Linked DNA regions of Mus musculus: regions 1, 3, 4, 5 and 6 are each linked to region 2. The links are chromatin contacts, called in public Hi-C and HiChIP or PLAC-seq maps. All regions are on one chromosome and are shown on one strand. Each heading gives the region's core, a stretch centred on a gene start, on an enhancer-like site or on the middle of the called end of the contact. The rest is flanking DNA. Distances are from core to core; before and after follow the strand shown. Region 1 has its middle 310 kb from the start of 5031426D15Rik. Region 2 holds the start of Celf2 (CUGBP, Elav-like family member 2). Region 3 has its middle 420 kb from the start of 5031426D15Rik. Region 4 overlaps Celf2 (CUGBP, Elav-like family member 2). Region 5 has its middle 380 kb from the start of 5031426D15Rik. Region 6 has its middle 11 kb from the start of Gm52546.

Region 1 (3,387 bases), core at 321-2,820, 350 kb after region 2:
CTGCCTAAACATCTGTGGCACCTGAGAGCAAAGATAGGAGCCTGGGGAAGGAAGCCTTGCTGGGACAAAAACAACAAACAGGAAGGCTACTTGTATGGGAAGCACGGTTGGTGCAAAGCATCTCACCGTAATCCCTGCGGCTTCTCATGACAACACCAGCAAATATGTTTTGTCAGTATCTTTCCATGCTTCAAGTAAACTGCGATTCTAAAATGTGCAGCACAGCCTTTCACTCCTAGGAAGGGATGCAGGTCCCCACCCACTGCTTCTCACTTACACTGCATCAGAGGTTTGGCCAGAATTTAGAAATTTTGCTCAACACTCTCCCCATTTTTCATTATTCTATGTTACAGACTAGTACTCTCCCACTAGTGGAAGAATTCCACCTGTGCCATACTGAAAACCTTGAGGAGGGCCTGAAAGTTAAATGTGGATATTCTTCCAAAAAGGAAAAGGATGGGGAGTGAGTCACCAACATCTCTGCTTACATCCCCGAATCCTACAGTTCCAAATTTTCTTCAAAACATATTTTCCTGCCAGTGTTTTAACATCTTAAGTATATGTAAGTATATTGTGATGCTTTAAGCTATTTACCATCAGAATGGCTGGTGCTGGCATCAATGCTATTTTTCCTTGCTTTTGGAGAGCTTCTAGAATTTTTTAAGGGAACATTTCTAAGTGCCATGGCCTCTGGTAACAGCTTTGAGGTAAGATTTTGGGAACAGGGATGGCAAAAGTCCTAGTGTGCTTTCTGTTGCTGTGATAAACACCATGACTAAAAGCATCTTGGGGATAAAAGGGTATATTTCAGCATCTATTTCCCAGTTGTCACAGTCCATTATAGAGGGAAGTCTAAGCAAGAAGTCAAGGCAAGAAGCTAGAGGCAGGAACTGGAGCAGAGGGCTCTAAGGAACATTCCTTACCTAATTGTTTCTCACAGCGTGCCAGGATTGCATTTTTATCATGCCCAAGCCCATGAAAGGCACTGCCCACAGTAGGCTGGACCTCCTCAAATCAATTATTAAGTCAGAAGAAAATACCCTCAAGGATCTTGTCTACAGCCAAATATGATGAAGGTGTTTTCTCAATGTAGGCTCCATCTTCCAACCTGACTCTCTATTTGTGTTCGTCTGACACAGAACTAACCAGCACAATGAATGAGTCCTGAGCCCTTTGAGTCACTTCTGTATATAAAGACCACCAGGTCCAAAGGACAATTTCAAAATGCAATCACATGTTGTGATGAGTGTTTTCTTTAGCTATCATCCTGCTTGCTCAAGCTCACCAAGAGTTTGGCTCTGTTTCTAATGAGAAAAGGTGTCTGTGCTAATTTAAAGTCTTCCGTTTAGAAAAAAAAAAAAAAGTTCCAAATGTCAGGCTGAACCTGAAAGTGATTACTCATAGGAATAAAACATGATGAGTAGGTATTTGAATGGATGTTCACAGCTGTTTTCTCTCTCTTTCTAAAAGACATTCAGTGAGAAAAGTTCAATGCGGTACCACGGTCGCGAGTCGTAGGGTGTCTAACGTTGGCAGTTCCAAATTAGAGCTCCCCTGGCAACTGTCACTCTGTGACATCACATTTTATCTAATGAGGCACAAAAATGTACACTTTGTGAACTCCACAGCTCCTTCACAAGTGCAGAGAATGAGAGGTATGGGGAAAGTGGGAGCCATCTGTTTGAAATCTTAGTTAGAATTTTCACCTTTGCCTGGTCTACCTGCAGTTATATTTTCTGCAGTTTCATAGTCAATAATTCTAAGGTGTTGAATTTGCTGTAACCACTAGCAGATATTAGTTAATTCACCCCCCATGCCATCTAGCCCATCCTTGTTAATCTGTCACCTAACCCATAAGACCTTCTGATGTTATTAACAGGTTCCACACTTGCCCTTGTTCAAATTTGACTTCTTAATGAAGCCCTACTTTAATTACTACAGAAGATCTGGTTTTGACTAGTCACTTGAGTCCTGTCACTATAATGAGGAAAGGGGCTCCACGTGTTTGGCTTCTGACTCTTTACAGTTAGGGGACCAGTCACCATTGCTTAGAGACCCTAGTATGCGTCAATCAAGATGGTGGGTATATCAGGGTTATTTTCTACCCAGATGGCATACTACTTCTGGTCTAATATCTAACATAATGAAAGAAAAAAAAAAAGACCAAGTTGGTGAAGACTGAGGATGCTGGGACTGTCTTTGCAATTGCTCAGTGTGCTTCTGTAAGGCGCTGTGTGTTTGTGGATACACCCTCACACTGAAGATGTGAACTGAACAAGCACAGATTATTCAATTCCTTCCCCCACACAGAATGACACAGATGGACTGATTAAAATCATAGGTCTGTGCTAAAGCAAAATTACTGCATTAGAGGAAGCATTTGGGGAAAGTGGGCGATGGGCTAGGAGAAAAAGAACAAACAAAGGCAGATGGAGTATCTTGGTTGGCATATAATTATTCTGTTATTCCTTTATCATCTAACTTATAAAATGAGAGCACATTGAATAATATAGTAAGTAGGATTCATCAGTAGTGAATAGTCAACTAAAACTCTTTGAGGGATGAAACGACTAATGTTCTTGTTTAACAGTCTTATGGAAGGCAATTTTTCTTCCTCAGTTGTGCTTCCTAATGGCTTGCTTAAGCAAAGACCTGGTGAATGTTAAGGCATCTTTTGCAGTATCCAGATTTCTAAACCATGTACCTTCAATTCATTTTCCAATATGGAGGACATGAGTCTTTCCAACATTCTCCCTGGAAAGCAGTTAACTTCAAACACACACACTGTTCCTTTTATAAGCAAGAATGGCTACTCTTAAAGTATTGCTTAAAGTATCTAAGCAATCCACAGAGAACACAGTTAGAGTAATAACAATGTACAGTTTATGTAGCAGAAGGCATAGAAAGATATTTATCCCAAATGATATAAAGAGAGTGTGAATTAAATTTAAGAAGGTGAAATTTTAAAAAGAGGTCAAAATCAATTGGTAGGTTCTCCTAGGTGTTCCAGATCTAGAGCAATTTAAAGCCCGTGGGACAATTTACTCAATCATGCTGAAGAGAGTTCTCAGTAACAGCAGCGTGGTTTATAAGCGTCAGGTTTCTTCTAAGACATGGGGGAAAACTCTTAGTTTGGAGGTAACTTCAGAGCATAAGAAAATGGATCTGGATAGAGGACACACAAGCCTAACACTGAGAAACATTAGAAACCGAGGCCCAAAGCAGCAACACTGGAGAAATTTAGGACACATCCCACTAGAGTTGAGGATGCAGCATTTAATAGCTTTTCAGGGAAGACCGGGTCCCTGTGTTAGCATCAGTGTTCATTAGCTCAATTGGATTCAAAGTGTCCGCTCTTTCCACATCCTGAAGCTTTGAGATCTTAGG
Region 2 (3,152 bases), core at 392-2,891:
AGATTTTTCCATATTCTCTCCTACAGTATTTTCACCTTAGAAACCAGTTTATCTTATGAAATGAAGGGCATCCGAATACACGTGAAATACTTGCCTTTCATAGAAATGCAGTTTGTAAGAATATAAACATCAAATCAAAGATCAATATATTCCATCGAAACCTTTCACTTAACAAAGTAACAGAACAATAGTTGGTGACCAAAATTGGAAAGGCAAAAGTTCTTATTCTTGGATTTCTAAACTGCTTGTCTGTGGATGCCAAAGGGGAAGCTAAAAACTAGGAATACTGATTACTTGAGCATTAAGTATGTCCTTCTTAACTTCTCTTTTATGCTACATTCCCTAGGTCCAAAAAAAGGGAGCATTTAAAATCCTCGGCGGTAAATACTGTAGAAGCAGGTCTGATCAACAAGGCATTTGCCACAATGATAATAGTATTACAAGCATCCTCAATCAATAAGTTTTCTTTCTGTAGTTAACAGAGAGGCAAGCCATAAATCTCTAACTTAATCCAGCCAACATAACTGCAAAATGCAAAAAGCTCTGAGAACGGCAGATAATAAATTTTTAAAAGCATAAAACCACAAATAAGCAGACCCAAAGCTTCCCTCTGATAGTCCACACAACAAGATTATAGGAGATAAAAGGGGGTGCTGGAAAAAAAAAACAAACAAACAGAAAACCAGCCCCAGACATGCATTAAGCTAGTTTGACAGCTCCATTGTTCCACCGGTCCCATTGTCAGACCCAAAGATGTATTCAGTGCTACAATGTCTGCTAGCAAATAAACAAAAGACTGCATTTTTAAAAGCAGGATGCCAATTCTATCATAATTCTCTCTCCGCTTCCCAAAAGGTCAGCTGTGTCTCCTTCTCGGTCTATGATAGAACCCCACCACCCATGCAGGAAGCAGGTATCTGCTTTCCCGCACAAGAGGACCCAGGACGCCATGCATGAACAGAGGTCTCCAAACAGGTACACATTTTGGCAAGCAGGATAAAGTGATCCAAACCTGATAACACGAGAGGACTATTTAGGTGTCTAAGTCCAGATTAGAGTGGTATTTGGAACGCAAGTCTAATATGGAGTCTCCTCAGCTCCTTTTTCGATGATTATTCCATGCAGAGTGCATAATAATGAAAGAGGCTTAGACATTGCAAAGGAAAAGACGAACCAACAGCCAGATTCGGAACCCTTAAAACATCCACTGGCTGCTCATAGGTAGCGGGGAGCAAATGCATGGTCTGCTTTCAAAAGACAACTAGTACACACACAACTCCCTCACAGCAGTCCTTCTCCTTTCTCTCCCTGGCTTGCTCGCTCTCCCTCCCAATCTCTTGGTCTCAATTTCATTTCCCTCTCTCTGTTTAGATTCTTTTTTCTCTCTCTTTCTCTTCTAAGATAAGGAAGCTGCTTGATTCAGGGCAAGATTGGCGTCTCCACCAGCTCTCAAAACTAGAAAAGCCTATGTTAAAAACAAAGGACCCAACAACATACCTTAAAAGCAGCTCCTCATTTCTCATAGTAACAGCGGATTTGGGACAGCGCATGCTTTCTACACTGATAGTCTCAACAAAAGCCAGTTCAGAAGTGCGCTCAAACATCAATGCCACAGTCGCTATTCACTAATGCGCCCCCTCTCCTCTCTCTCTCTCTCTCTCTCTCTCTCTCTCTCTCTCTCTCTCTCTCTCTCTCTCTCTCTCCCTCTCTCCTCTCAAATGCTGAATAGTACAGAAAAGGGCTCCTGCAGACTCACTGGGAAGAAATAATCCTCTCCGACAAGTTATGTTATCTAGGCATGTTTTTGCACTGGTGTGCTGTGTCTTCTAGAGAGAGCTTGTTTGCATGCACTCAAGCCTGGCATTGGATCTCCTAATTACCATCTTAAAAACTGGGAAGATTTTAAGCAACTCAGTGACATGTGATTTCATATATATATATATGTGTGTGTGTGTGTGTGTGTGTGTGTGTGTGTGTGTGTGTGTGTGTATGTTAGCAAAACCAATCTCACAGCACAGTTCACTATCAACTATCAGCAGAGCATCCCAGAGGACTGAGATTTGAACAGGTCAGTGTGCTCAAAAGGATTTTTGCCTCTCTTTTCTGGGACACTGCATTCACAGTTGGATTCATCTGTTCCTCTCCTCTTGTCCTTAGAAAGAGTGACAAGGTCAAGACCCTCAGCCTCACCCTGGACCATAGATGCAGAGAACAGAGGCTAAGAAACTGGGAAGTGTTTTAACTCTCTGTATGCCAGAGTTCTTATAAATTAAGAGCTTCATTCACCAGAATCCAGGCATCAAAGCCAGCAGGCAACACAAAGATTGTTTGGTCGCACTGAATGCGTAATTGACAGATACAGCAGCTTCATTCCTGAAAGGCTAATGAGTGGCTTTTTTTCCCCAAAACAAGAAAATTTGCTACTCTGCTTCACTATATTCTTGAGCCTTTGAACATAAAGTGGACCAGAGAAAATACACATTCCCCTTTCTGTTTCTTTGAGTAGGAATCATTCCATAAATAACTAGGAAGTCAAACAGTAAGTTAAGCACACACACACACACACACACACACACACACACACACACACACAGAGAGAGAGAGAGAGAGAGAGAGAGAGAGAGAGAGAGAGAGAGAGAGAACTCTATGGACTGCACACATAGTCATCCAAAAGGGCAAGTTCGGACGTCACTCCAGGGGATGCACACTGACCTTGGAAGTTGGGAAAACCCTCACTTTCTATGGAATAACCTAGAACATTTCAAAACAGACCTGAGTCAACAAAGACTGGTGTGAATCCTGAATGCTCACCCCATCCTATATCGGCACAAAGTGTATCTTTCCTAGTAAAATTCTGGACTTGAAATATAACCGGGACTAAGAGTGAAGAAAATGATGGTGGGTTTTGTTCTCCCCCATATTTGAGGACCTTAAATAATATACCCAGTATCTTGTAAGATCTCTGACTTTTGAACTTGGTCTTATCCACAGTCGGGAGATCTGGGGAGAGTGTAGAGGGAAGAGTTCCTCAGGCTCTGCTACACAACATTCCTGACTGGTGCATCCTAGACTATGGAAACAAAGAAAGGATAGACAACTGCCATTCCCATTTCTACACATCACTAAGACATGGCAAACCACTTGACAAAGAT
Region 3 (3,234 bases), core at 157-2,656, 470 kb after region 2:
CCATTGATAGCCAAGCAGGAGTACCTGACATCAGTTAGAATGCTTCTCCACTTCAGAGATGCTCAAAGAGAATAAGAATGATACAATGGATACTTATACATATACTAAAATTGGAACAATACAGAGATTAGCATGGCCCCTGCACAAGGATGACATACAGATTCATAAAGCATTCTGTAATAGGGAAGAAAAGAACAACACGATGTAAACCTCAGCACTCACATGTCCTAGGAGGGGTCTAGTAAGGTGACTGATCAAAACTCAGAGTAGCTGGGGAGGTAGCTTGGTAAAGTGCTCGCCATGCAAATATAAGGACCCGAGTTCAATTTCCAGACCCTGTGCAACAGCATGGTGCATTATAGTCCCAGTGCTGACTAGGTAGAGACAGACAGGTTATTGACCTACTGGCCACCCCAATACAATCAGCAAGATTCAGGCCAAGGGAAAGAAGCATACAATCTCAGAAAAACAAGGGAACAAGATGGACAGATTGACAGCATCTTATGAATGACACCAGATGTTGACCTCTGACCTCTAGTTCTCTCTCTCTCTCTCATGTGTGAAAGAGAGAGAGAGAGAGAGGGGTTAAAAAATTGGTGATATGAACTGCTAAAACAGGAGACATGAGTAGGCACGAGTAGACATGAATCTCCTGTATATCACTGCAAATCTTTCCCACTTAGCTTGTTTACTGCCGTGACCTTGAGGAGTCCTGGATTCTCAGCAACAACTCCCCTCCTTAGAGCAAAGTAAACAGTGATAATAACAGAGTATTAGTGAGGCACAGTAGGACAGGAAGCTCAAAAGAGTTCCTTGAATTCAAGTCATTCTTTTTACTTCCTCAAGGTCATTTGATTTCTTTTTTTGTTTTAGTATCAGATTGACTCACACTTGTTTTTCTTAATTGTTAAATAAAAATACTCAACGGTCATGCATGGCCCGATGAGAATTACGTTGGAAGATAGCCAGGTTTTAAGTGAATGACCTTTAGGCTCAGCAAGGTAGACAAGGGCATGACCTCAGGGGTGAGTTACCATGGGTTTCCATGCTTTTCATAACAGCCTGACTTCATGAGTCCTCTCAGGTAGTGGATGCATTGCAAATGCAGACACAACTACGAGAGTTTGACATGATGATTATAAAATATAATTTATATATCATCATAGAGTTCATCATAACTACATATAGCCCTGGGGGAGAGGGAGTTCACTTGTACAGGACCCAGTCCTTAACAGCATCTTCATTTTTGCCTATTGATTTTTTTTTTAAATTTATCTCTGCACCATATTTGGTTCCTCTTATTTCCTTTGTCTCTTCAGATCTTTTTTCAAGTCAAATGCTACAGGCAAGGCAGCTTGGTTCTGCCTGCTATTATGCATTTACATAACCTGTTATGTAATTCCTCATTTGTCATAAATGTTAATTAGCTGTGCTTTGCGAGTCACACGGAGGTTATCCCGAGTTGGCTGATGAGGAAATTGAGGGAAAGATTGATTGGGAGCAACAATTTGAATCGCAACACATAGTGACCTCATAGCAATTCAGGACTTGGCACCCATGCTCTGTGTTCCATGGTTTGGGGCTTAAGTGACAGATCTCGCTAACTCTAATTGGTTTCTTTGAAGAAGGAACTGGGAAACATGTCACCAATGCCCTTCTTCCCTACTATTTCCAACCATATAAGAATCGCCCCTGGTGGTGATCCACAGCCTTCCTCCAGCATCTCCCCTTAGCCTCTCAATGTGTGCTGCTGTTGTGTGTAGTATATGCAGTTGTTAGTGAGGGTGTCTGTGTACATGTGTGGGCAGGTATCCATACATATGCATGTCTAGTGGAAGGCAGTAGATGTCTTTCTACGATGCCATCCATCTTCCATGTTTAGTTTCTGAGACGGGGTCTCTCAGCAAACCTAAGGCTCTTCAATTCTGCTGGACTATATGGCCAGTGGGTTTCAGAGTTGTGCCTGACTGATCGCCTCTCAGCCTCGAGGACTGAGGCACGTCCTCGGTCTTTGCTTTCACTAGGCTTTCTTGAACAGGAACGTTCCAAAAATCCCATAATCGCTGTTCTACTTGAGCTGCCTACTTTCCTGCACGTGTAAGCAGGTGTCATGTCTGCGTTGTTTCTGTATCTTCCGGTCCTCGTTCGTTACGCAGAAGCGCCTCAGAAGCTACTGCTCGCATAGAAAGGAATACTCATGTCAAGTGCTGGCTTTGCAAGCGTGAGGAAGTTAGTTCAATCCCCAGACCCTCCCAGCCCCCACCCCAAAACCCCAAAACAAAATAGAACCCTGGTGTGGCTGCAAACGCTTGTAACCCTGGCCCTTGGTACGTAGACAGCCAGATTTCTGCAGAGGGATTGTTAGTGAGTCCCAACCCCCACTGAGATCTAGCATCAAAAACAAAACAAACTGCAGATGCTAGCTGAGTTTTTACATCTGGCCTCACGTGTGTTCATGTACTAATGTGACCTGAACACATATACTAGAACACACACACAAGCGATGCATCAACATACACACAAGAAAAGATACTTGGCCCAGTGGGTATCAGCATTCAATAGGTCAATTATGGACCTGCCTATTCTGAGAATAAGTTCTATGAATAGATCATAGATGATAACTAGCTACACTTCAGGGTCAGTTCTTTCTGGAAACTTCCCCATTTCCATCACTCTGAGCTGAGTGACCCATCTCATTCTAGAACAAACACAATTTAAAACTTTATTTTGCATACATTCCCTGAGGATCCCAGGATAATATCTTCCAAAGCCCTCAGGAATTCTGTGTACTTAACAAAGAATATGAATGAAACCTTCAACAATCCATCAGGAGTGGATAGCTCTGGGGTATTTGCAGAGGCAATGGCTGATGGAAGAGCCTCTGGCAAGAGAAGAAATCTAGACTTTGCTCACCTAAATTACTTTTATTCCATTTTTGGAGTCAATATAGAATATGGTGGGGCCTGTAGCTCACTACAGAAAGTTCATAATTTAAAATTATAAGGCTTTACACCAAGTCAACCACCGATGATGGTTATATAGACTACTTAGCACCATAGGTGTTCTTTTCTGTGCTCTGTACTTCTATTGTATATACACTGCTTTCCTAAAGGCATCTTGAAGCTACATGATATGATGACATCCCAATATTGCCTTTATTTTTCATATTTTTCCCCATAATTTAAACTGGGCAAAGGAATTTTCTTTTAAAAAATGATCAGTGTTGTTGCTTTT
Region 4 (3,138 bases), core at 572-3,071, 340 kb before region 2:
TTCCCAGAATTCATAGCTAGATGAGGTCACATGCAAATTTCAAAGGTCAAAACTAGATCAAAGGTCAGTAGGAGAACCAAATATGATGTGAGGTCAGAAAGACATCAGAAACAATGACGGGACGATGAAACTGTTTTTGAGACGCCACAGGGACATGCTAGGCAAACGATGACTAACGGGCATGAAGATGTCTGGGGAGAAAACAAGGGAGAGTCAGAAGTTACACAGAGTCTACGCAGCAGCAACGTCACTTTCAAGGGTGCGGGAGAAAACTAATGCAAATCTTGGGTCTTCAGGGAGTCTATGAGCCATTCACATAATTTGCATTTCTTACACTCTTTTTCCACAGCACAATGAAACCCCAAGAGAATCCATCTGGAGAGAGTGAGAGGGGATGGATTCTGGGTGTTTTGGGGTGAAGGACTAGCAAGGGACAGCGGAGAGGGTCCAGTTTGAACAAAGGTGACATATGGGGAAGTCAAGACAACTGAATCGTAAACTAGATAATGGAAATTACAAACAAAATAATCAGACAAATACAAACGACAAGAGGGAAAAGCATGAACTTTAGGTCTAGGGTTCAACGGTGAAAAAAGCCCATTCCTAGAACAATTCCTCTGGAGACTACTTCAGAAGGTTCCAGCTAGACAGAGAACTGCTCTTAGATACCCAATAAGTTAACAATAGGCAATAAATAGCTTCCAGTATTTCTGAGGCAGTAAAAATTTTGTATAAAAATAGAAATGCTTTTTTACAAATAAAATTTACAGGCCTGTGGCTTTCTTTTTTATTTATGTATTATTTATGTATTTATTTATTATTAAATTTATCTTTCAAGAAACATCAAGTATTTTCACTCATTTTTATTTTATTTTTAAACCCTGTAGCTTTAAGAAACAGATCTCTAAATCTTTTTTTTTTACATTAATCCTTTCTAAAAACAAAAATAAAACAATAACAAAATAGACAACCAGTGTAATAATCTGACCAATAAATGTCATGTTTCTTTGAACCCTAAAATAAAATCCTACTTATATTAAAAGAAACCAATGTAGTGGGAGGGTGTTTTGTGGAGTTTTAAGTGCTTCTCCTGGCTTCTCCCTCTGCTGGGCCACCACATCATCTCTAACCGTGGGGCCCTCTGAGGGGCGGGCGGGCGGGCGGGCGGGCGGGCAGGAGGGTGAGTTCTCCAGGCAGTGCTCTCGGGGCACCAGTGGTTCAGAGTTAGAACTGCACATTAGTGTTTGCTTGCCTTTCACATTCTCAAGATGTCATTTACTTGTTTATATGTTTTTCTTTAAAAAAGCAAAACAATTTTTTTTAAAAGAGTAAGGATATTCAAATTGCAAACAAAGAGAATACAGTGGCACAACCGGAGGAGGGGTTTACTCAATAAAAACAAGGTAGCCCAGGTTTTAATTATGGCAGATTGGGTGGGGTGTGAGTGGAAGAAATGGAGGCCTTATTGTAAAAATAACCGTCTCTCTTGGTAAAAGTTGGCATCGTGGTCCCTCCTCTGCCTTCCCTGTTCAGAACAGGCTGGCTTGTGGGACTTACCCTAAGAAAGCTAAAATAAGAGCAGGGAGCTTCTGGGGTTAGGATCAGTAAGGTTTGCTGTCGTTTTTGGAGCGTTTCAGCTGCACCTTCAAGCGTTTCATGCCGATCTGAAAGCCGTTCATAGCCTGGATTGCAGCTTGTGCAGAGACTGGATTGTCATAGCTAACAAAACCTGGAAAACAAAGGGGAAGGAGGTAGGGAGGTCAGAGTGAAGGGGAAGCCAAGCGGAAAACAGGGCTGGCGGGGCTGGCCTGCTGCTGGCCGGCAGTGTGACTGCAATGCTGAGAGGTGCCCGGCCTAGGATCTGAGCTGGGCTTTGCTAGGTTTATACTGTCCCATGCAGGCACCATGGACAGCAGTGGGCATGCCAACTGGGAAGTAATGAAAGAGCTAGTTCCATGGAGGACAGAAGCCTCCCCACAGAACTACAGCTAAGTCTCTCTAGTGAACTCCGTCCCTCTATGCAGTGCTTTGAAGTCACACCTGTTTGTTTTACCACACCCCAACTCCCGCCAGGGGTCCTTTGGAAAAAATCCTCAGAAGAGAGTGAGTACTATAGATACTCCTAGACAGTCTACACAGGGCTGGCTGCGTCAAGATGAGTCAACCACTGACTTAACTGAGTGAGAATAATCTATACTAGCTGCTTAACGTTTCGGAATTACTCTTCAGACAAACGGAGGGAAAGGCCACATGCCTTTCTCTTTGTCTCAGGGCTTAGTCGGAGTCTCTGCATATCCCAGTTATTTGTATCTGCAACACTAAGCCGCCATCACACAGACAGGGCATGCCTGCTTTTGAACAAAAACGAATGATATCCTACAAAGAGTCAGGAGGAGAGAATTGTGGTTGCGGTTGTCTTAACAGAGTAGGAGGCAAGTCAGGAGTACCAGCATTGCTGAGGCAAGTGGTGAGCTTTTCATGATTTTGAGTGGCGACAGGGAGCTATCCCATAGATTGAGTTTCACTCCAAACACCAGCAATTTGGAAGATCCTAGCATCTTCACCTATCTACTACCATTACAGTTTAAAGCTAAAGAGAAAATTCTTTTACAAACCAGTGGAGGGGGCAAAGGGCATAAACCTTCTTTGAGCAGAGTTCTCAGCTGATAAAAAGGCAGGAAATCTTTTCATAGGTAGGCTGAATTGCAAAAATTATTGTTTACATTTTTACTTAAGTCTAATTCCCAGTAAAAGTAACCTCAGATCCAAGACTTTCATCTGGTGTGACTCCTTCTCTCAGGGTCTTGGGTAGAAGCGGTAAGATGATTGGAGAATGGGATGGGTCAGGAGTGACATGAACGGAAGGATGGGTAGCAACTCCGTAACTAACCCCGGGCACTAAGACTGTACTCGCTCACCAAGAAACCCGGGAGGCAAAGCTTTTAAGACAAACTGAAAATACATCCCTGATTCTCACAGCCACAGTGTGTATTATTGGAACATATTGGTTAAGTAGACTGACAAAATCTCTTTTTAAAGTAATGTTTCCTCAAATCACAAATACCTTGTGGTATAGTCGCTTTTAGCCTCCAAATAAACTGAGAACAGTTATGTAGCTATGAAAAATGTCAGTCTAAA
Region 5 (3,269 bases), core at 313-2,812, 430 kb after region 2:
TACTAACGTTATGCTATACTTCCACTTGATCTTCTTAATGAGACACACATACTGGAAACACACACACACACACACAATGCACAGAATTAAGCTTCTAGCACTGAACAATACTTCTATTCCCATTTAAACCAGCATTTCCTCATCACTTCTCCCAAGCCCCCACAACTAAGAACAATAAATAATTAGAAGGCATTTAATTATGAGACTTAACTTGTTTTGAGTGTCTTGAGGGTCACAGTGTCATCTCTGTCTGATTCTAGGTTTATATTGAGCACATTCCATAGACTGCATCTTCCTACACTGTAACAGCTTCAAGGACTTTGGAGTACAAGAATCCCATCTTACAGTAGTTATTTATTTAGTTGGTTTGCTCTTTGTTTTGCTTTTAAATACATATGCTTATTAGTTATTTCAAAGGAGCATATGCTGTGTCTCTACAAAATTCAGCATTCTTCCCAACTCTTCTGAAGTCTGCTCCCTATTCTATATTCATCTACATTTATACCTTCATTCCTTTAACCTCTTCCAATGAGCTTAATTAGTGTTGGCTCTATAATCCTGGGAATTAGGCCACTCACTGCAGCATGTTCTATATAGCAGGGCTCACACCTACCGGCAGCTATCACTTACCAATACTTCCTCAGTTAGGCATGAGACTTGATGGGTACCTGCCCACTTTGTGCAGAGATTTTGTCTGGTTTGAGCACGTATGGGTCAAGTAGATGCTGTTGCAGCCACTGTGATTTCATGTGTACAATTATTCTGTTGTGTCGAAAACCACTTTTTTTATTAGTTATCCATGGCCTCTCTATCCTATGTCTACCTCCTGTTTTTAATGATATCTTAAGGTCTCTCTTCTCATTTTCATTGCACACATCTCTAACTTCCATCCCTCCTCCTGCCCCAGACCATTATAGGCAAAGTGTCTAACACAGAGGTAGTTTGGAAAAAGACTAGAAAGGGCAAGGAGGAACGGGGAGGCTTTACTCTCCCGGTGGCTGGTAGATTTCTATTAGGTTCTTTCTTTGCTCTGTAGACTCGGTGATACACATTCCAGGGCTTGGGGATAGAAACTGCAGCTTCCTAGATGTTTACAGGTTAACCTTGGCATTTTCTAGGGCAGTGGTTTTCAAGGTCCTTAATGCTACAACCCTTTAATACAGTTACTCATGTTGTCGTGAGCCCCCCCCACCAGGCCTAAAATTATTTTATTGCTATATCATAAGTGTAATTTTGCTACTGTTATGAATTATAATGCAACTGTTTGATAAGCATTGTTGGTTATCAGATATGTGATTCCCCCCAAGGGGTCCTGATCCAGAATCACTGCTCTGGAGGTTAAGAGGGGGAGATAAGAAGGAAAGACACCAAGGGAAAAACTTTACATTCTGTCCTGTTATGGTTTCGATTTGCCCGGAAAAGCTATTGCTCAATGGAAAATCTGAGAAGGAGATTGTTTTTCACAGCAAGAATCTCAATAGCAATGTGGGACAGAGAGATGGCATTCATGCCCTAACTGGTAATGAAAGGAAGGGGAGGGCAGGGAGGAAGGGAACACAAAGAAGGCAAAGAAAGAGGGCAAAGGAACCTTTCAGAATTAAGGATCGGGTGGGCAGTTCAGTAAATGAGTCCCTACCTCCCCTATGAAAGTGCCACCTTCCTGTGTTCCCTGAGAGACTCAAAATGACTATTAGAAAGAATGTTCTACACTCAGACTGCTGGAGTACAGGTCTTAGCTCTACTACTACTTGAGGCAAATGACTTAATTTTCTGGGTGCTTCGGCTTTTATCGTAGGCAAAAGTAATTACAGCACAAAAGAGTTGCTGAGAAGATTAAGGACACAATACACAGAGATATTTCTAAAAACCTCCTAAGACCCAGGAAACATCCTTCGAAGGAATGGTGTCTGGTTCTTCACAGAGCTGGAAGGTCAGGCATGGCTGCAGAACCAGTAATTTAAATCTGATCTTTCCTCTTTCCCTGGGCTACAGGGGCCATGGAGAAAAGTGATACCAGAGAGTGGGGATGTTGCTTTAGAGCTATTATTGCTGGAAATCTAGCATCTCTGAAATCCTACCCTGCTAACAACCTTCGTAGCTGGGGAATTCTCCAAGGGAATTCTGGGCACAGGCCTACACCAATGTTGGTTGGTGTGTTTGGATCCCTTTATTGAGTATTCAAGTTAGAGCACGAGCTTTAGACGGCTTAGATTTTTCCCACTGACTTTAATGTTAAGATTGTATCTAACTCTCTAACTGGGCGCCACAAAGGATCAATTCAAGAAGGCGGCAGCCAATAGCTAGGTGCTGGGTTCTAGTCCTAGACCTCAGTGACAGTAGTCCCATCTCCCATGTCTCACCATTCAGTTCCTTAGCTTTATTGTTCTCCTTCCCACTGTTCAGTCGAGATACTCAGTGTTCTAATTTCTGGTCTTATTTATTGAGAATGTCTCAGGGCTAAAATGTAACTCCATGAAGAAAGGGGGCTCCACACTGCTCAGAGTCTTGGCAACTAAAACAGTGGCTGGGATAAAGAAGGCAGTTAGGACGTATTTGTTGAATGAACTGGAAGGAAAGCCCTGGAAGATGACTGTGCACTTAAAACATAACACCCTAGGCATGTGGTAAATGTCATCCCAATAATTAATTGTCCTGTAACAAAAACCAATCAATTCAACTAATCTTCTACTGCAGCTAGGTTGGTGAATAGCAGAAAATAGATTCAAACATCTACTTAGGTGTCTGGTGGAGGGAAGGGAGGCTAAGAATTCCTTTACACTTAGGAGAAAATGGTGAGAAGAAGGAGTCTGTAATGGTTATTCTTCTTTGCCCATTGACTGAACTGGAATTATCCAGGAGACACACCCCTGGGTATGTCTTTCAGGGCAATTCCAGATAGATTTAGCTGGGTTGACAGCCTAGAATGTGTGAAATGGGGCAGGAGAGGGGGAGCTAACTGAATAACGGTGCTCAGTTCTCTTCTCTTTCCAGACTGTACTTGCAGTGTGGCCAGGGGTCTCACACTTCTGCTACATCCTTCCAACAATGACAGACTGCATCCTCTCCAACTGTGAGGAAAATAAACCCTTCCTTACACTGTTTTTGCAAGGTATCATGGTGCAGAAATGAGAGAGGTAACTAAAACAGGATATAATAAAATTGAAAACGTTATCTTCACTCCGACTAGAGCAGAAACGCATTGTGTCAGAGGATCCCTCTGTGATGCTGCTGTAATGTGGGCACATGTGTGCATGCATGTGTAGGGATAC
Region 6 (3,451 bases), core at 629-3,128, 400 kb before region 2:
TGGTTTGTATATGCTTGGCCTAGGGAGTGGCATTATTAGAAAGTGTGGCCCTGTTGGAGTAGGTGTGTCACTGTGGGTGTGGGCCCTCATCCTAACTGTCTGGAAGCCAGTATTCTGCTAGAAGCCTTCAGATGAAGATGTAGAACTCTCAGCTTCTCCTGCACCATGGCTGCATGATGTTCCTGCCTTGATGATAATGGACTGAACCTCTGAACCTGTAAGCCAGCCCCAATTAAATGTTGTTCTTATAAGAGTTGCCTTGGTCATGGTGTCTGTTCACAGCAGTAAAACCCTGAGGCACTGACATGCATGAAGGCCTGGGTTCCCTCACTAGTGATGAGAAAACAAACTGAACCAAAATCAAATTAAAGGCCTATGTGTGCACCAGTTTCCCTGCAGTGGAGACTGAGAAGCAGTGTGTGCAGGAGGCATCTTACAGATGAGAAGCAGTGTGTGCAGGAGGCATCTTACAGATGAGAAGCAGTGTGTGCAGGAGGCATCTTACAGATGAGAAGCAGTGTGTGCAGGAGGCATCTTACAGATGAGAAGCAGTGTGTGCAGGAGGCATCTTACAGATGAGAAGCGGTGTGTGCAGGAAGACAGAAGACAAGGACTAATGAATCAGAGCTCTGGCCAGGGCAGGAAGTGTAGGGAAGATGAGGGTACACATCTGAATCTGAGCTATTCACCTCTCATCAGGGAGCTACCAACAAAGTGGCCTGGCAGGACCCCAGTTCCCGAAGAGCCAGGTCCCAACTGCAGGGGAGCTGCCCGGGGGAGCTGAGAGATGTTCTCAGCCCATCTGGGAAGACTGTCTGCCAATTCTTAATGATCTGCTCAGTGTCCCAATGTCACCTACTCTGTGAATCGTTCTGGATCCCCACAGGCAGAAGCAGTCACTTCTCTGGGCTCTCCAGGGCCAGCCCTGGCCTCCTTTCCTGAGTACACTAATAGGCACAGGTTGTACTTAGCCTTTCCCACTGTCCCCTGTGTCCCTGGGGCAAACTCCACATAGGAGCTCCAGTCCCTCTCATGGCAGAGACTTAGTCATTATGCAGTTCATTTCCCCAACAAGCCATAGTTAAAGCAGAGTGTGGACAGATGGCCACACTGTTGGGCAGCCTTGGCCCTCATGGGGTATCATGATTGCCATCTTTACCCATGACCAGCTACGGCCCCAGCAGAATAGAGATCTATGTCCATGGTCACCTGAGCCGTGATTTGGCTTCCAAATCCTCTTCTCAAAATCAAAGGACAGCAGGTCTCAGGGCAGAGAAGAGTTCAGAGGGCCCTTCCTACATTTTCTTGGTCCCTTGCACTCTCCCTTGGAAGTGAGCATATCTTGCGGGGCTCCTGGCTAGAACGGGAACTGAGGGCGGAGACCATCCTGCTTTGAGAGCCTATGGGACAGGACCTGCAAGGCAGCAAGCTCGGGCAAACCTCATGTACATGGCAGGGAGCAGGTGGCCGGAAGGTCCAGGTCCCTTTGGAATCCTCCCTCTGCTCAGGTTTGGGAACAAACAGCTTCCCATGCTGCGGCGCTGTTGCTACTGAGACCAAATGGCCACCACCTTGGACACATCCCCGTGCCCAGCTTCCTCTGCGGGCTCACCTGGATACTGTTCTCATTGCGTTTACTTTGGAAATCAGCTTTCAGTGGAGCATGTGCCGACAGCATGCTTCTCGAAGCTGGCTCGTGAAATAGAGTCAGAGCCAGAATGGGCTTGGCAGACATGAATTTCAGAAGGTCCTGGTGACGTTCCCACGTTCCCACTGTGGGGGCCAGGGGCTGTCAATGGCTGCTTTGGGCAGATGGGACCAGGAGTTGCTGGGAGGCCTCTCTTTGCAGTTGTCTCCCACTTAGGGCAGAGCGATGAATGAAAGCATTCAACAAGCGAGGTGTTCTGAGCCAGGGCCCATCTGCTGCTGCGTAGGCTGACTGTGTGCACTATCCAAAATAGATTCCAGAGAAGTCTCTTCTCTGTGTGTGTATATATGGATGCATATGCATGTGTATATGTGTGTTATACATGTACTATATGTGTGTATGTATATGTGTGTTATGTGTGTATGAGTGGTATGAATGTGTATGTGTGTGCATGTGTTTATGTATGTGTGCATGTATATGTATATGAATGCTATGAGTGTGTGTGGTATGTGTATGTGTGAGGGTATATAAGTGTGTGTGCTTGTGTGTATGTGTGTGGTATGGTATGTATGTGTGTGTGTGGTGTGGTATGTATATGTGTGTGGTGTGTATGTGTATATGTATGAGGGTATATATGTGTGTGTGCTTGTGTTTATGTGTGTGCATGTGTGTGTGTGGTGTGGTATGTATGTGTGTGTGTGGTGTATGTGTGGTGTGCATGTGTATATGTATGAGGGTATATATGTGTGTGTGCTTGTGGGTATGTGTGTGCATGTGTGTGTGTGGTGTGGTATGTATGTGTGTGTGGTGTGCATGTGTATATGTATGAGGGTATATATGTGTGTGTGCTTGTGTGTACGTGTGTGCATGTGTGTGTGTGGGGGGGTATGGTATGTATGTGTGTGTGTGTGGTGTGCATGTATGTGCATGTGTGTGGTGTGTATGTATGGTGTGTGTGAGAGACTATGCTTGCATGAGCATGTGGAAGCCAGAGATTGAGGTTGGTTGTCTTCTTCAATTGCTCTCCAACTCAGGTTTTGCTTTAGGGTATGTCAATGAACCACGAACTCATCTATTTGGCAGGCTGACTAGCCCACAAACCCCAGGGACCCTCCTCTCTTTACCTCCTTAAAGGAGGGATCATGGGTATATATCACTGTGCCCTTCTTATGTAGGCTCTGGAGATCTGAACTCAGGTCTTACCGACTCTACTTGGGATTTAATGTGATGCTTTTCCTGATCTTGGGATTGTCTAGAGTCCATGAAATCAGCCTCTTACCTCTGGCCAGACATCAACCACCAAAGCCATCTAGCTCCACGCCAACCAAGTGGAGATAGGATGAGCCCAGTGGTGGCCAAACTATCCAGAGCCACACACCCTCCTGGAACTCTGCACCAGAGAGTAAAGTGCAGTTGCCTGGCAGAGTCCCTCCTTCTCAGACTCACATGGCGCTGAGTCGCAAGCCCTATGCAATGTTGCTGTAAGCACAGTCTCCGTGGGCCTTGTGCATTTGTGAAAATGTGAGCAGCTAGGATTCATCCTACACTCCTGGACTCCTGGAGTAATGCTTGAGCCTACGTAGCCCAGTCTACAACCCCTACCTGTCTGCAAGCTGGAGACTGAGGTGCAAGGTCATGTGGATCATTAGGGAGCAGTGCAGGACCACAGCTCGGTTTCTGACAGTTGTAAGCATCACACAGCCAGCCGGTCTCTCTGTCTCCTCCAGCAGTTACCTCCTGGGAGGAAGCACTGAGGAATTTCTTATCTTTAATGTGTGTGGCCACAGGTGCCCATGCAGAGCT

Evidence for each region. A called contact is a pair of places that touch in the nucleus more often than the background predicts. HiChIP or PLAC-seq counts read pairs in DNA pulled down with a chosen protein or histone mark.
Region 1: a contact with region 2 is called in an H3K4me3 HiChIP or PLAC-seq map of forebrain, with 4 times the contacts expected there. The contact joins the enhancer-like site here to the promoter of Celf2 in region 2. A contact is called at or near these places in 2 of 39 promoter capture datasets (the 3T3-L1 cell line and hippocampal neurons), 8 of 484 Hi-C or Micro-C datasets (cerebral cortex, cortical neurons, forebrain and 1 more) and 8 of 115 datasets of contacts at active chromatin or transcription factors (SST interneurons, astrocytes, embryonic forebrain and 5 more).
Region 3: a contact with region 2 is called in an H3K4me3 HiChIP or PLAC-seq map of forebrain, with 7 times the contacts expected there. The contact joins the enhancer-like site here to the promoter of Celf2 in region 2. A contact is called at or near these places in 1 of 39 promoter capture datasets (the C10 cell line), 2 of 484 Hi-C or Micro-C datasets (cerebellar granule neurons and cortical neurons) and 3 of 115 datasets of contacts at active chromatin or transcription factors (VIP interneurons, embryonic forebrain and forebrain).
Region 4: a contact with region 2 is called in a Hi-C map of cortical neurons, with 2.2 times the contacts expected there. The contact joins the enhancer-like site here to the promoter of Celf2 in region 2. A contact is called at or near these places in 3 of 484 Hi-C or Micro-C datasets (cerebral cortex and cortical neurons), 9 of 115 datasets of contacts at active chromatin or transcription factors (astrocytes, bone marrow-derived dendritic cells, effector CD8 T cells and 6 more) and 2 of 9 other capture datasets (adipose tissue and liver).
Region 5: an H3K4me3 HiChIP or PLAC-seq map of forebrain shows a contact between it and region 2, with 6 times the contacts expected there. The contact joins the enhancer-like site here to the promoter of Celf2 in region 2. A contact is called at or near these places in 1 of 39 promoter capture datasets (hippocampal neurons), 1 of 484 Hi-C or Micro-C datasets (neural progenitor cells), 6 of 115 datasets of contacts at active chromatin or transcription factors (astrocytes, embryonic basal ganglia, embryonic forebrain and 2 more) and 1 of 9 other capture datasets (embryonic stem cells).
Region 6: a contact with region 2 is called in a Hi-C map of cerebellar granule neurons, with 3 times the contacts expected there. The contact joins the enhancer-like site here to the promoter of Celf2 in region 2. A contact is called at or near these places in 1 of 484 Hi-C or Micro-C datasets (cerebellar granule neurons), 6 of 115 datasets of contacts at active chromatin or transcription factors (craniofacial prominence, embryonic basal ganglia, embryonic forebrain and 3 more) and 1 of 9 other capture datasets (macrophages).

The regions. Positions count from the first base shown.
Region 1 is chr2:7,233,246-7,236,632 of GRCm38.p6, forward strand. It overlaps a transcript of Celf2 not described here. Among named protein-coding and RNA genes, the nearest start is that of 5031426D15Rik, 310 kb to the left of the region's middle. Within about 2 kb of position 1,571, at least 21 of the 459 cell types and tissues checked have an H3K27ac peak or open chromatin away from gene starts, as enhancers often do. A contact at or near this core is called in SST interneurons, cerebral cortex, cortical neurons and 1 more, where this site is marked.
Region 2 is chr2:6,883,355-6,886,506 of GRCm38.p6, forward strand. Celf2 (CUGBP, Elav-like family member 2) reads right to left here and starts at 1,642. Exons shown (of 14, transcript NM_001110228.1): 1 at 1,498-1,642. The coding sequence starts at 1,604.
Region 3 is chr2:7,350,010-7,353,243 of GRCm38.p6, forward strand. It overlaps a transcript of Celf2 not described here and the pseudogene Gm24340. Among named protein-coding and RNA genes, the nearest start is that of 5031426D15Rik, 420 kb to the left of the region's middle. Within about 2 kb of position 1,407, at least 8 of the 459 cell types and tissues checked have an H3K27ac peak or open chromatin away from gene starts, as enhancers often do. A contact at or near this core is called in VIP interneurons and forebrain, where this site is marked.
Region 4 is chr2:6,545,485-6,548,622 of GRCm38.p6, forward strand. It overlaps Celf2 (CUGBP, Elav-like family member 2), which reads right to left. Exons shown (of 14, transcript NM_001110228.1): 13 at 1,558-1,729; 14 at 1-191. The coding sequence ends at 1,602. Among named protein-coding and RNA genes, the nearest start is that of Gm52546, 69 kb to the left of the region's middle. Within about 2 kb of position 1,822, at least 66 of the 459 cell types and tissues checked have an H3K27ac peak or open chromatin away from gene starts, as enhancers often do. A contact at or near this core is called in adipose tissue, astrocytes, cerebral cortex and 2 more, where this site is marked.
Region 5 is chr2:7,310,424-7,313,692 of GRCm38.p6, forward strand. It overlaps a transcript of Celf2 not described here. Among named protein-coding and RNA genes, the nearest start is that of 5031426D15Rik, 380 kb to the left of the region's middle. Within about 2 kb of position 1,563, at least 38 of the 459 cell types and tissues checked have an H3K27ac peak or open chromatin away from gene starts, as enhancers often do. A contact at or near this core is called in astrocytes, embryonic basal ganglia, forebrain and 1 more, where this site is marked.
Region 6 is chr2:6,487,048-6,490,498 of GRCm38.p6, forward strand. No RefSeq gene overlaps it. Among named protein-coding and RNA genes, the nearest start is that of Gm52546, 11 kb to the left of the region's middle. Within about 2 kb of position 1,879, at least 12 of the 459 cell types and tissues checked have an H3K27ac peak or open chromatin away from gene starts, as enhancers often do. A contact at or near this core is called in cerebellar granule neurons, where this site is marked.